Regions from separate parts of the Sus scrofa genome. Here region 2 is linked to region 1. A link is a contact called in public promoter capture Hi-C data. All regions are on one chromosome and are shown on one strand. The core of a region is the stretch at or near the end of the contact, and the rest is flanking DNA. Distances in the headings are between cores, read along the strand shown.

What was found. Promoter capture Hi-C pulls out the DNA fragments that hold promoters and counts their contacts.
Region 2: a contact with region 1 is called in a promoter capture Hi-C map of liver, with 9 times the contacts expected there. The contact joins the promoter of MED16 here to the promoter of WDR18 in region 1. A contact is called at or near these places in 3 of 5 promoter capture datasets (fetal liver, fetal skeletal muscle and liver), 3 of 47 Hi-C or Micro-C datasets (embryonic fibroblasts, epiblast stem cells and retroperitoneal adipose tissue) and 2 of 2 datasets of contacts at active chromatin or transcription factors (alveolar macrophages and skeletal muscle).

What each region holds. Positions count from the first base shown.
Region 1 is chr2:77,419,535-77,425,868 of Sscrofa11.1, reverse strand. WDR18 (WD repeat-containing protein 18) reads left to right here and starts at 2,057. Exons shown (of 10, transcript XM_013994806.2): 1 at 2,057-2,710; 2 at 3,680-3,790; 3 at 5,033-5,166; 4 at 5,437-5,578; 5 at 6,088-6,231; 6 at 6,312-6,334. The coding sequence starts at 2,501.
Region 2 is chr2:77,487,711-77,493,963 of Sscrofa11.1, reverse strand. MED16 (mediator of RNA polymerase II transcription subunit 16) reads right to left here and starts at 3,011. Exons shown (of 16, transcript XM_005661362.3): 1 at 2,868-3,011; 2 at 1,305-1,482; 3 at 638-745; 4 at 210-379. The coding sequence starts at 1,437. It overlaps R3HDM4 (R3H domain-containing protein 4), which reads right to left. Exons shown (of 8, transcript XM_003122984.3): 8 at 4,858-5,828. The coding sequence ends at 5,725.

The sequences.
Region 1 (6,334 bases), core at 808-3,307:
ACTAGGAACCATGAGGTTGCGGGTTCGGTCCCTGCCCTTGCTCAGTGGGTTAATGATCTGGCATTGCCGTGGGCTGTGGTGTAGGTTGCAGACGTGGCTCGGATCCAGTGTTGCTGTGGCTCTGGCGTAGGCCGGTGGCTGTAGCTCTGATTAGACCCCTGGCCTGGGAACCTCCATATGCCGCGGGAGCAGCTCAAGAAAAGGCAAAAAGACAAAACAAACAAAAAACAAAGAAATACGGTTTAGGGAAAACAGTATCTGAAAAATGTAAACTAGCATTCAAGGTATTTCATTTTTCTTATTCACACTTTAAAAACAAAAAACAATGTTTGAGGAAGTGGGGAGGGAGCATCAGCGGTTCTGGGGGTGGAAAACATGAACTGTTTTCCCCAATCCATCTTTGGGATTAGGTGGTCCTTGCCTCGGTTTTCCCTTTTGACATCTGCTGAAGGTTTGGACACTCAGCTCTTCCCAATTTACAAAAGTCTTTCAGTTTCACATGCCTCCCCCCACCCCGTGGGATAAAACAAAATCCTGATGCCCCTGTCCAGTTCCCTGCTCCATGGTGTGCCTCAGGGCCTTTGCATACACCTCTGACCCTCTTTCTCTTCAGGTTATTACTTCCTGCTTGAAGGACACCTGCTCTGGGAAGCCCCTCCTCCAGACCTCCAGACCAGGTAAGTCCCCCGTGATGTCCCTCCCTTCTTGCTGTGCCCCCTGGGTTCGGAATGGCGGCTGGAGCCTGCCATCTGGCGGCCGGAACTGGAGTTGCGGGCCCCCAGGCTCTGGGCGCCGTTTCTCCTCCAGGAAGCTCTTCCCTCTCTCCACCATCCTCTCCCTGTTAGGGCGGCGGGGTTGGGGGGCGAGGACCCCTGTCCCCTCTGGACGCTGTTGAACGCACCCCACACCCAGTCTCCCCAATGTTGTGGGTTCGCCGCCCAGGACAGCCTTGACTTTATTTTTCGTCTTTTGTCTTTTCAGGGCCGCACCCGCATATGGAAGTTCCCAGGCTAGGGGACAAATCGGAGCTGTAGCCGCCGGCCTATGCCACAGCCACAGCCACAGCCACAGCCACATCAGATCCGAGCCGCGTCTGCGACCACCGCAATGCCGGATCCTTAACCCACTGAGCGAGGCCAGGGATCGAACCTGCAAACTCATGCTTCCTAGTCGGTTTCCTTTCCGCGGATTCGTTTGGGGCTGCACCACGACAGGAACTCCTCCCTTTTTTAAATGTTAAGATATAGATCAACAGTCATTTGCTACAAAGAAACTTACTCATTTTAAAACAAAACAGAAATTAAAACTGAGGTAGCTCCAGCGTCTGAGTAATGACGCAATCAGGCATTAGTTTAAATCAGCTATTGCTGCTGCAATCAGTTTTCTCAACTTATCAAATATTATTACGCCTGTTTTATTGATTTCTGATATATTCCAATTAAAAACATTTTTCCTCAACCTTATAAGTTGCGCTTCTAATTTTCCTATAATAGCCAGAGAAAGCAAAAAATAAATAAAAAACCTGCAACTTGCGTTGTGGAATGGAATTCAGGAAAAATATGACAGCAAGCATCTCAGGAAATTCCAAGGGAACAATAATTCCACCTTTTAAAATGCACTGGTTTTAGACGTGGCCGGCGGCTGGCAGCTATAACACGAGGTAAGTGCTCCTCAGACAGAGCTCCCAATTTGCTCGACCTGCACCAAATTGCTTAAATAAAAATGCAGGAGTTCCCATGCGGAAACGAATTCGACTGGGAACCATGAGGTTGCGGGTTCCATCCCTGGCCTCGCTCTGTGGGTTAAGGATCCGGCGTTGCCATGATCCGGCCTTGCCATGAGCTGTGGTGTAGATCGCAGACACGGCTCGGATCTGGCGTTGCTGTGGCTGTGGTGTAGCCGGCGGCTACAGCTCCGATTAGAACCCTAGCCTGGGACCCTCCATATGCCGGAGGTGCGGCCCTCAACAGCCAAAAGCCAAAAAAAAAAAAAAAAAAAAAATGCAGATTTTGTGGCCCACGAAAAAGAAGGGTGGGTCCAGGGGTAGGCGGAAGGTGGATTGATGAATATGCATCTAATTAGCATGCATCGAGGACTAACTCTCTGGGTTATGTAAGGTGCGTCGTGTGTTTTATGTGCAACGTCTCATTTGAGGCTGTGTGTACTCAGTACTTACATAATAATCGTAAAAAAATTCGAGAAGTTGAGTACTTGACCAACCCAGAAATGGCCAAGCCAGACCTCTAGGCTCTGCAGCTCCTAACTGCTCTTAAGAAATCTTCCAAAATCTCTAACCAGGCGGTGCACCTCTTAATTCTCCGCGGAGCGGAGTTCACAAGTTCACAGGCTAGTTCACAAGGTAGCCCCCTCCCTGACGCATGTGCGCAGGCGCGGGGCGGCCAGCCGGAGCCGGGCAACGTGGGCACCGCTCTAGCCCGCACGGCGTGGTCGCCAGCATCTCGCTAGTGATGACGCCCGTCCGGGGCGGTGAAGAGGGAAGATGGCGGCGCCCATGGAGGTGGCCGTGTGTACGGACTCAGCGGCCCAGCTGTGGAGCTGCGTCGTGTGGGAGCTGCACTCGGGCGCCAACCTGCTCACGTACCGCGGCGGCCAGGCCGGGCCTCGCGGACTGGCTCTGCTCAATGGCGAGTATCTGCTGGCGGCGCAGCTGGGCAAGAACTACATCAGCGCCTGGGAGCTGCAGAGAAAGGTGCGGTTGCGGGCGCTCCGGCGCAGGAGCCTGGGGTCGAGGGAAGGAGCGGTGGGGTCCGCTCGGACCACGAGCCGGGTTGGGGGTAGGGAGTCTCAGTTAGGGAGCTCTGCGCACGCGCAGGTGTGGGGGCTCTTTTTGGATGTGGGAGGTGCGCGCCCAGGGTGGGTTGGCGCGGTTAGCGCGCTGCGCACGCGCGGAGCTGAGGTCTGTGTCTCCCGGGCTTGGGGGGGCGGGCCTCTGGACCACCAGCTTCGCGCAGGCGGGCAAAGAGGGCTGGGGGTGGGTCCCTTAGGTGCCCTATGCCGGAGCTGGCGCGTTGGGCGGGAATTTTAATTGAAGGGAGTTTGCAGGGGGTCCCGTGGGTATCTTGGGCTTTCAAGGTGAAGGTCCGAGGCCTGGGGAAGCCAGCTGAAAGATAGCCCGGGAGATTCATGTGTTTATTTACCCCCCAACACCATAAAAGACGCTACCTTTTGCCACCAGGGCCCATGGTTTCTCACAAAAACAACCATATGCAGCCCCTGAAGCTGCTTGCCACCTCTTTTTGCCAGCCGACATCCCTTAGGGGCAAGCTCTATGTTCTGACTCTGCTTGGTGTGGTCCATGCACAAACAGAAGTTCTGTTTTAGAGATTTGGAAACTGAGGCTCAAGGCGGGATTGGGGCAAAAGCCCTCCTGGACCCTCTGTGCTTTGCCTATCCCCACACTCACAGGGCCCTCCTGCCCCAAGCCCACACAGGCACTGTCCTGCTTCTGAGTGAACCACAGGCCTCTACCTCTGCCCTGCAAAGCCTCACCTGGAGCAGATTCCCCCTTGCTGAACTGTGAACTAGCTCAAGCTACCTCTTTCCCTGCTCCTCCTTCTAGTCCTCCTGGACTTAGCAGCTGCCCTGGGCACCTGCCCCACTTGCCTCACCCCTGGCTACCTCATTCCATATGGCACTCAGAGGCCTCTTCTGCCTCTAGGACCAGCTTCAGCAGAAGATCATGTGCCCTGGGCCTGTGACCTGTCTCACCACATCGCCCAATGGCCTGTACGTGCTGGCAGGGATCGCAGAGAGCATATACCTGTGGGAGGTAAGCAGAAGAGTACAGAACTAGGGTAGGGGGAAGGTCAGCCTGCAGGTGGACCATGGGGTCAGACCACTGACCGGTTGTCACCAACAGTCTGTTATGTTTGGGGGAAAACTCACCTCACTTCCTGAAGGATCTGAAACCACAGGACACAGCCTGCAGCCACATCTGCCTTTCCCACCTTCAGCCACAGCTGCAGAACATCCTTCTTGCTGCCCCCCCACCCCCGCTCCACAGAAGTAGGCAAAGAGAACTGAGGCTCTGTGGACTGCAAGAGGATACGAAGCTTTGTTATTTAACCCCAGAGCTCTTATACCTTAGGGAGTGACTCTGAAACTAGGAAGCGGTTCTTCAGGCATAGGGAGAGAAACAGAGGCAAGGGGGCACTCTTCACAGGTAGAAAGCCTCCCCTGCCTGCTGTCCGACTGGTGCCGGCGTGTGGGCAGAAACCAGCAGCCCATCTACTGTCAGTAACTGTCATCGGTGGTTTGGCTATCCTTGATGGGGGACAGTCTGTGGTCTGCATCCTTGGTTGGGGTCGCTCTCTTAGAGAATTCCTGGGCAGCATGAGTGGTGACCACAAGGGGGCGCCCCATAGCCAACCAGAGGTCCTTTTCCCCTTATCTCTTCAGGGTGAGCAGGTATGTGTCTGTGTCCAGGTTTTCTTCTTATAAAGACAGAGTTCACCTCACCCCAGCATGACCTCACCTGAGTTGCTTACATCCCCCAAGACAATATTCAAGCGAGGCTGGGATGTCAACACATGTGTCTGGGACATCTTCCCCCCAGCACCACCATGGCCCTTCCCCAGTGTCTCTGCCACCAGGTGCCTCCTCCCCTGGACACTGAGCTTCCCCTCCCCCAGGGTTCACAGCACAAGACACCCTCATCCCTCCTGCCAGCTTGAAAGATGGTGACTTGCCACTGTGACCAATTTGTCGTTGTAGGGAGCTGCCTGCATGTCCTGGGTGTAGCCCATCCTGGAGGGACCCACTCCCTCAGCAGCCTCCCCCTCAGCCTTGTCACTCCCACCCATACCTTCCAGGGGCCTGTGTCACACCACCCCTAGCATCATCTGAATAGGGGACAGGTATGGGCAGGACTGGAGGGGGCACAGCCCAGCCTGCCTCTCCGTTCACTTCAGACACTGCAGGCCTCAAGCCACCAGCCTAAACCCTGGTGCTGCCAGTGTGGGCCGGGCCCTCCCCATGGGCTCCCCTGACCCAGGTGCCCCTCCCATCCCAGGTCTCCACAGGGAATCTCCTGGTCATCCTGAGCCGCCACTACCAGGATGTGTCATGCCTTCAGTTCACAGGGGATAGCAGCCACTTCCTCTCAGGGGGCAAGGACTGCCTGGTGCTGGCCTGGAGCCTCTGCAGGTAGAGTCTCGGCCCTGGCGGGCACCTCATCCCACAATAACATCTGGCTGGGCAAGGCCTTAACCAGAAGAGCAGGGCGCCTGCTCCATAGAAAGGCCATGCCAAGGCCCTGTGGTGGGATGGGGGTCAGGTGGCTGGTGTGAGGAGGACTGGGGCCGTGGGCAGCCTCCCATGAGGAGGGGCCTGGCTGCTGCCCACAGGCAGGGTAGGAGCATGGGGGTGGAGGCCTCCTTCTCCACTGAGGTCTGGCTCCCCCACCCCGACCCCAAGCGTGCTGCAGGCAGACCCCTCCAGGACCCCCGCCCCCCGGCACGTCTGGTCTCGCCACACCCTCCCCATCACAGACCTGCACTGCGGCTTTGGGGGGCCCCTTGCCCGGGTGGCCACTGCCTCACTGGACCAGACAGTGAAGGTAGGACATCTGTGTGCGCGTGCACACACAAACACACACACACAGGCCTGCCCCAGTGTGAGCCCAGCCCAGTGGCTGGCGGGTTGCTGGCCCGCGTGAGCCAGAACACCGCCTCCTCCCTGAGGCTTGCGGCTCCAGACAGCTCTTAATCCCCCTGATGCTTCCATTCTCAAGGACGTCCAGAGGGTGGACAGTCCAGGCCTAAGTTGGCGTGGAAATTCCCACTTGGCTGCCACACATGGCGGCTCCTGGCCAAGTTTTAGGGGAGTCGAGGGCATCCTGGCCCTCAGGTCTTTGTCCCTGGGTGGAGGGGTCCAGGGCTGAGTAGGCGGTGATGGGGGTGGGGGTAAGGTGCTGACTGTGGCTGAAGCAGGCATTGGCGAGGGGTCCCAGGATGAGAACCGGGTCCCGAAACTCTCATGGCCCCAGCTCCTGTCTAAGGTTTCCTGTGGGGCCTGTGGTCTCCTCCTGGGCCACCAGCCCTCAGACGGGTGCCTGCCCGCCCCCAGCTGTGGGAGGTCTCCTCGGGCGAGCTGCTCCTGTCTGTGCTCTTCGACGTGGGCATCATGGCTGTGACCATGGACCTGGCTGAGCATCACATGTTCTGCGGTGGCAGCGACGGCTCCATCTTTCAGGTCGACCTCTGTACCTGGGTGAGTGGCCGTGGGCGGTGGGGGGCTCGGGCTGAGGCAGTGCCATGGCCTCTGCTCACCGGCCCTCCTGGCCTCCGCAGCCTGGGCAGCGAGAGAAGAGCTT
Region 2 (6,253 bases), core at 1,762-4,261, 67 kb before region 1:
ATTCTAGGATACTGCTAATTCAAAAGGTAGGCTGGATTTTGAGGACAGTAGCCATCAGTTAAATGGGCGGCCTACTGAAAACACAGGTGCTAACAGCTTGATGGTGGGTGTGAGATGGGCCCAGGTGAGAAAGACCAGGAGGAGCAAAAGGCGTGAGAGGGGGAGCCAGCCTGAAGCACCACACCTGCTCGCTCAGGCTGGACACCCACCTTTTCCACGTGCAGGGCCAGCTTCACACCATTGTGCAGCCAGGACAAGGCCACGATGGGGTCCCCCTCCACCAGGCTGCCCACTGGGCTCTCCCAGCTGTTGGCCAGGTGGTCTGCCATGGTCCAGCACTTGATCTGCCCATCAGCATCGGCCGACAGCAGCCGGGAGCCTGCAGGGGAAGAGGGGGGCAAGCCTGTGTCACAAAGCACCCCCCCCAGTACATCTGGGGCCTGGGATGGGAGACAAGCAGGGGCATGGCACACATGTCTCCCAGGAACGACTCTGGTCACCAAAAATGGGAGGAGAAGGAGCCGAAAAGCCACAAGGCCAGGGCTTTCATCCTAGTTCTGGACAGTGGGGACATGACCAGGAAAAGACAGAACAAGTAAGCTTGGGATTTGAGATCAAGGGTGAGCCCCACCCTCACCTGACTGGTCCCACTCGAGGCAGGTGATGGCCTCGCTGTGCTCCGAGTTGATGGAGTGCACGTCCCAGGGGTGCTCCGTATCCAGGATGTGGATCATGCGGGTCAGGTCTGCAAAGGAGGGCCAGGTCAGCGGCAACAATGGCAGGGCCTCGAGTGCCTGATGACCCCAGGGGTAATGGGAGCAGGTCCATGACTCTGCCTCCAGAGAGGCTACAACCACTTTCAAAAGAGACATAGAAAATGGAACTGGAAAAAAACAAACCCAAAATGCTAACAGAGAGTGGCTCTCTGGGGAAGGTAATGCCTTTTTTTCTTCCCCTCATCCAAAATGTCTGTGTTTTTCTCCTTTCCTCTAGGAGCATGTGTCATTCAACAATAGCGAGAACACAGGCCCAGCAGGCAGGCTGCAGCTCAGAGGCTTTCAGAAGCCAAGCAGTGACATATAAGGTCTGGAAAACTCAGGCAGGAGCCTCAGCAGGGGCTGGGGACCACCCTCATCTGGACAGGTCCATCCCCTGGGGGTGATTCCAGTGCCCCCTGGTGCCAGGTGCCCTCTGGGCCCTCACCACCCCTCATCACACATGAGGGAACCCTGAGAGACTGGACAGGCCTGGAGGTCCATGGGCACTGGGGCACGAGCCCATGCGGGGGGCAGGAGGGGGCGCACCCTGGTCGTCGTTTCGGAGATCCGTGGTAAAGGCGATGAGGTTGCGGCAGGACCAGGCACAGGCCAGGGGCACCGAAGGGCAGTGCGTGCTCTTGGGCCATTTCTCCCACTCACAGACGTACGCCAGGTCCATGGTGCCCGGCTGCCAAGGTCATACACAGAGGGCGGTCACCAGCTTCTGAGGGAGGGAGGACCAGTTTGTCACAGACGTTCATGCAGGGCCTCAGGGCCCAGAGCGCAGTGCTGGATGGTGGGTCACTGCAGGGACCCAAAGACTCAATCCCTGCTCTGTGTATGTCAGGGGAGCTATATCTGACACATGGATGGCCAGGGAGGCCTCCCAGCGTAGAAGTGAGGGATCCAGGAATGCAGCCTGGAGGAAGGATATCCCAGGCAGGGGGAACAGCCAGTGCAAAGGCCCAGAAGCTGGACCAAGCCCAGGGTCATCAAGGAGCGGCAGGGGGCCCATGTTGCTGGAACTGAGTGAGAGGAAGGGAGGGGTAAAGTGAGGGTGGGGTGGGTCATGCAGGGCCTGCGCTTTCACCCTGAGTGAGGTGGGAGCCCCAGGGGAGCTGAGACCTTCTTATGTTTCACACACCCCTCTGGCTGTCTGGAGAGAAAGGCTTAGGGACAGGGTGGGGGTGACCATGCCAGTCCAGGTGAACAATGATGGGGACCATGAAGCAGTGAGGAGAGGTGGGACTGCTCTATCCTTAGAGAAGCCTTTGGCAGAGGCAAGGAGGCAGGATGGGGGGCAGGCAGCAGCTTGGTGCAGCACTTCAAAGGTAACAACCGCAACGGAAACAATGAACATTTCCACCTGCTGTCTATGTGCCGGGCATTGATTACGGTTATTTTCACCGTTACCAGAACCCAATGAGACTGTATGACCAACCCATCTTTCTCAATCACTTCCCCCAGGCCTCCCGCTTCCTCAAGCCTTGGCCAGGAACCCCAAGGCCCTGCCCAGAGGCCCCTTCAGCAGTCTTTAAGCTCTGCCCTCAAAGCTCTCCAGCCCCGCCCCCTACAATATTTGCTTTCCAGACCCCAGTCCCAATTTGCCCCTTGTGTTCCCAGGGATAGCTTAAATTTGTTCTCTCCCCAGGGTCTCCCAAACAACTCGCCTCCCTATAACCACCTCCAAATTCCCAACCCTCCAAGTCCCGCCTCTTTTTGCCACTTCAGGCTCCACCCCAGGGACCACTACCCAATAGCCAGGTGCTGGTCTCCAGTGGCCGCCTTCCAGCCCACCAGAATCCCCAGGCCCCTCCCCAGGAAAATACAGCCTTAGACCTCCCAACCCCTGATCAGGTTCCAGGCCCAGCCCCGATTTTCCCCAGCTCGGAGTGCCCGGATTCCCAGACGCCTCAGACTTTCCCCCAAGTTTCCGTCGCGACCCCCCCCCCCCGCCCAACGTGCTCCCGGGCGCGTACCCAGCACCCCTTGCTCTCCAGGCCCGCCCTCTAACCCTACAGGCCCCGCCCCCGGCCCGCTAGTCGCCGCCGCGGCCGTAGGCACCGTCCTGAGGCCGGCCCAACGCCCAAGTCCCCAGTCCCCGCTCACCGGGACGGCCTGTTCTCCCAGCCGAGCGGACGGCCACGGCCTGCACTCCACCTATCGGCGCGGCTACGGCACCGCCATCTTCCCCGGATCAACGAGTCGCCCACGTAGCGCGGCCGTTTCCCGGAGACTTCTGGGACAGCAGCGGCTCCGGCCCCGCCCCACTACCGATATAATTTGCATACATACATTGATAGTTTCCCAACAGCCACCCGAATTATATTTCGTGAAAGAACACTTTCTCAACTTCAGTGAGTAGCCTCATTCTGTTAAGCTATTGTTGCACTGATATCAGAAAAGAAGAGACAAGTTACTGAGTATTTTTCTTCTAAACGGAATTCACCCTTAGCGTAAAGTATTTTATACTCCGCCCTATAAATAGCGGTCGGGTTAACCCCGGTGTCGTGCTCGCTTCGGCAGCACATATACTAAAATTGGAACGATACAGAGAAGATTAGCATGGCCCCTGCGCAAGGATGACACGCAAATTCGTGAAGCGTTCCATATTTTGCTTTTCCTTGCTTCTTTTCCCCGTAAGCAAGACGGCTTAACCAGTCGTGGGCTTCTCTGGATTCACTCGTCTCCCGCTATCAAAAGCTGGTTCTTTTTCTGTCGGGCTCTCCCCAGTTGGGAAAGTCTTTTCTAGGAAGACCTCCTGATATTTCGGGGAAGGTGTACTGGGCTGCAGTTAGCGCCTGGGCAAAGGTATGGGGGCCGGGCTCAGGGAATCGGAGTGGGAAGAAAACAGCCAGCTAGGGGCAGCCGCAGGACCGAGTCTGTGTGTCAGTGCAGGAGGCCTGTGGAGTCCCCTAGAGCCACCACACCCGCGCCCTGAAGTCCAGACTGGCCTCCAGGCACCAGAAATTCGGTCCCCTTCACAGGTGGGAGCCTCCAAGCTGGTTAATCCAGTATCTCCTGATGTCCTCTGAGCCATTTGGATTTCCATTATTTAGCATCTGTGTTTAAAACTTTTTAAAATGCCTGTTAAAATGGAACTCAGCACACTTAGCACCCAGTTCTTGGTTTCTAAACGTTGCCCCAGTGAAAGGAACTGGGCTCCTGGGCGAAATGCCTGGTTCTAGAAGGCAGCACAAATATGCAGAGGAGCCCGGTGCTCAAATAAATAAATACCCCGCCTCAGTGAGACAGGAATCACTGAAAGAGCTCCCAGTATCCAAACCTGGAACAATCTGAGCAACAAAATGAAAGGATATTGTGTTGTAACCCAAACAAGAAAGCGAATGTCCAGGCGTCTGTACTGATATAAACAGTTAAATAAATAAATACACAGGGGGAAAGAGACAAATGTCACCTGCAGGATTCCCAGTAATTGAGGCAGATAATCCATCTTCAGGGAAATGGAGATCAGGGTGAGGTTCAACAGTGAGGAGCCCTGTGGACAGCAGGGACCCCTGATTGGGGCCAGGTGAGAAGGGCAATCAGGATAAAAGCAGATAACCCAGGGTGACACAATTTAAAGACACTGGTAGGAGGCCGCATAAAGATGTAGGCAGAGGCTGGAGGGATGTGGCCAAGAGCCAAGGGAAGTCAGAGCCCCCAGAATCTGGAAGAGATGGGGAATACCCTCCCCTGGTGCCCCCAGAGGGAGCTCAGCCCTAAGTCTCCTTGATCTTGGCCTCCAGAACTGGAAGAGGCTAAATTCCTGTGGTTTTAAACTGCAGCGTGGTGTACTTTGTTCCAGCCACCCAGGAAGCTCACATGAGTGATCTTTTTGGAGGTCACAAAGCTGGGAAGTGGTGGAGCTGAGGTCTGAGCCCAGGCACCCGGGAGGGATTGAGCCACACAACAGAGCCAAAATGACCCTCTCAGTGACATCTGCCCTCCCTCCCACACCCCACACACCTGCCTCTACATGAGGTGTCAGTCGGTGCCAAGCCTCATACCCTGAGGCCTGCATCCCTTGATGACCAGGATCCAAGGGCACTGTGAGCATTCACGCACCCAGCCCTGCCCCAAAGGAAAACCCTGCAACTGGAGACCAGAGCACCAGAAATTTATTGAACTCTCCACTTTTTCCAAAGCACAACTAGCCACACACACAAGGCTGCGGGGGGGGGGGGGGGGGGCAGCCTCCCAGCTCTGCACTCACACGCCAGGTCAGGGGGACCCGCATGAGGACACCCAGAGCCAGGCTGGGGGGCGGTATACATGAGGGGACATGGAAAGGGGAACAAGACAGTCTGAGGGCGGAGGCTTCTGGCTGGAAGTCCCAGACCCCCAGTATGAAGGTAGGGGGTATCTCAGGGACACAGGACCCCCAAGGGCCACCACAGCGTGCCCAGGAAGACAGCACACAGTCCAAAAAAGGGGGTGAAACCAGCTCTAAGACGCAGCCTCTGTCCTGGGTCGCAGGGCACACGCACACACACGCGCACACACAAAAAAACGTAATGCCCCTGGGGCGAGGGACAGGGCCCCAGAGACCCCCACCCATGCCACATATTGGGAGGGGGTCAAGCAAGGACTGGAATGAAGCCCCTCGAGTTATCACTTGGGGCAAGTTCTTTGTTTTTTTTCTCAAAAGGGAAATTTAAAAATCTACAACAAATCACACCAAATTCATTAAAAATGATAAAAATCCAGCCTCTCCCTCCTCGCGTAAGCTCAGAAGGGGCCAAAAATGCTGACTGAGGAAGGGAAATGGAAGTGGCCCAGCCGGGGAGTTTGGGGAGGCCCAGCCACCAACACATCTGGGAAGATGGGCTGGAACGGGGTGACCCCAAGGGGAGGAGCATGTTTCCAAGGGAAAATTCTAAAAATAATAAAGGTATTTCAGCAGGTGGTATGGGAGGTCTTGGCGCCAGGGAGACGGGGCTGCGGGAGCACCGCGGGGCCACCATCAGCTGCGCTGTTCCAGGTATGCGGACAAGAGCAGCCCCGGGGGCAGGAAGTCCAGGTGCCGATTGCTGACCTTCATCTGCCGCTTACCCTCCAGGTCGGCACCTGCAGAGGGGACAGCCAAGAAGGGAAGAAGGCGAGGGTCATGGCACAGCCGGGCCCTCTGCCCTCCCTGCCAGAGATGCCCATGAGCCGGGCCTTGGGTCTGGTTGTCCTGACCCCCAGGTCCCAGGTGTGGCACCAACCCAGCTTGTCTGCACGCCTTGCCCTCCTCTCCTGTTACTTATCCCGTGTCCTACAGACATAGGGGAGACCAAGGGGAATGAACTGGGGCCCCACTCCCCCACCCCCCAGTCTCCCTGCTACCTCCCTGTCCTCAGAGGGGACTGGGAAGCTCCAAGGCCACCCCACCAACTTCTCTCCCCAGCCCTCATCATGCCCAAATCTGAACCAGAGCCATGCACAACCCAAGCTGGGCCCACCTTGGGGCATCTGCCTGGGCTTTTCCCTCTCCCCTGCTCCCCATTTGG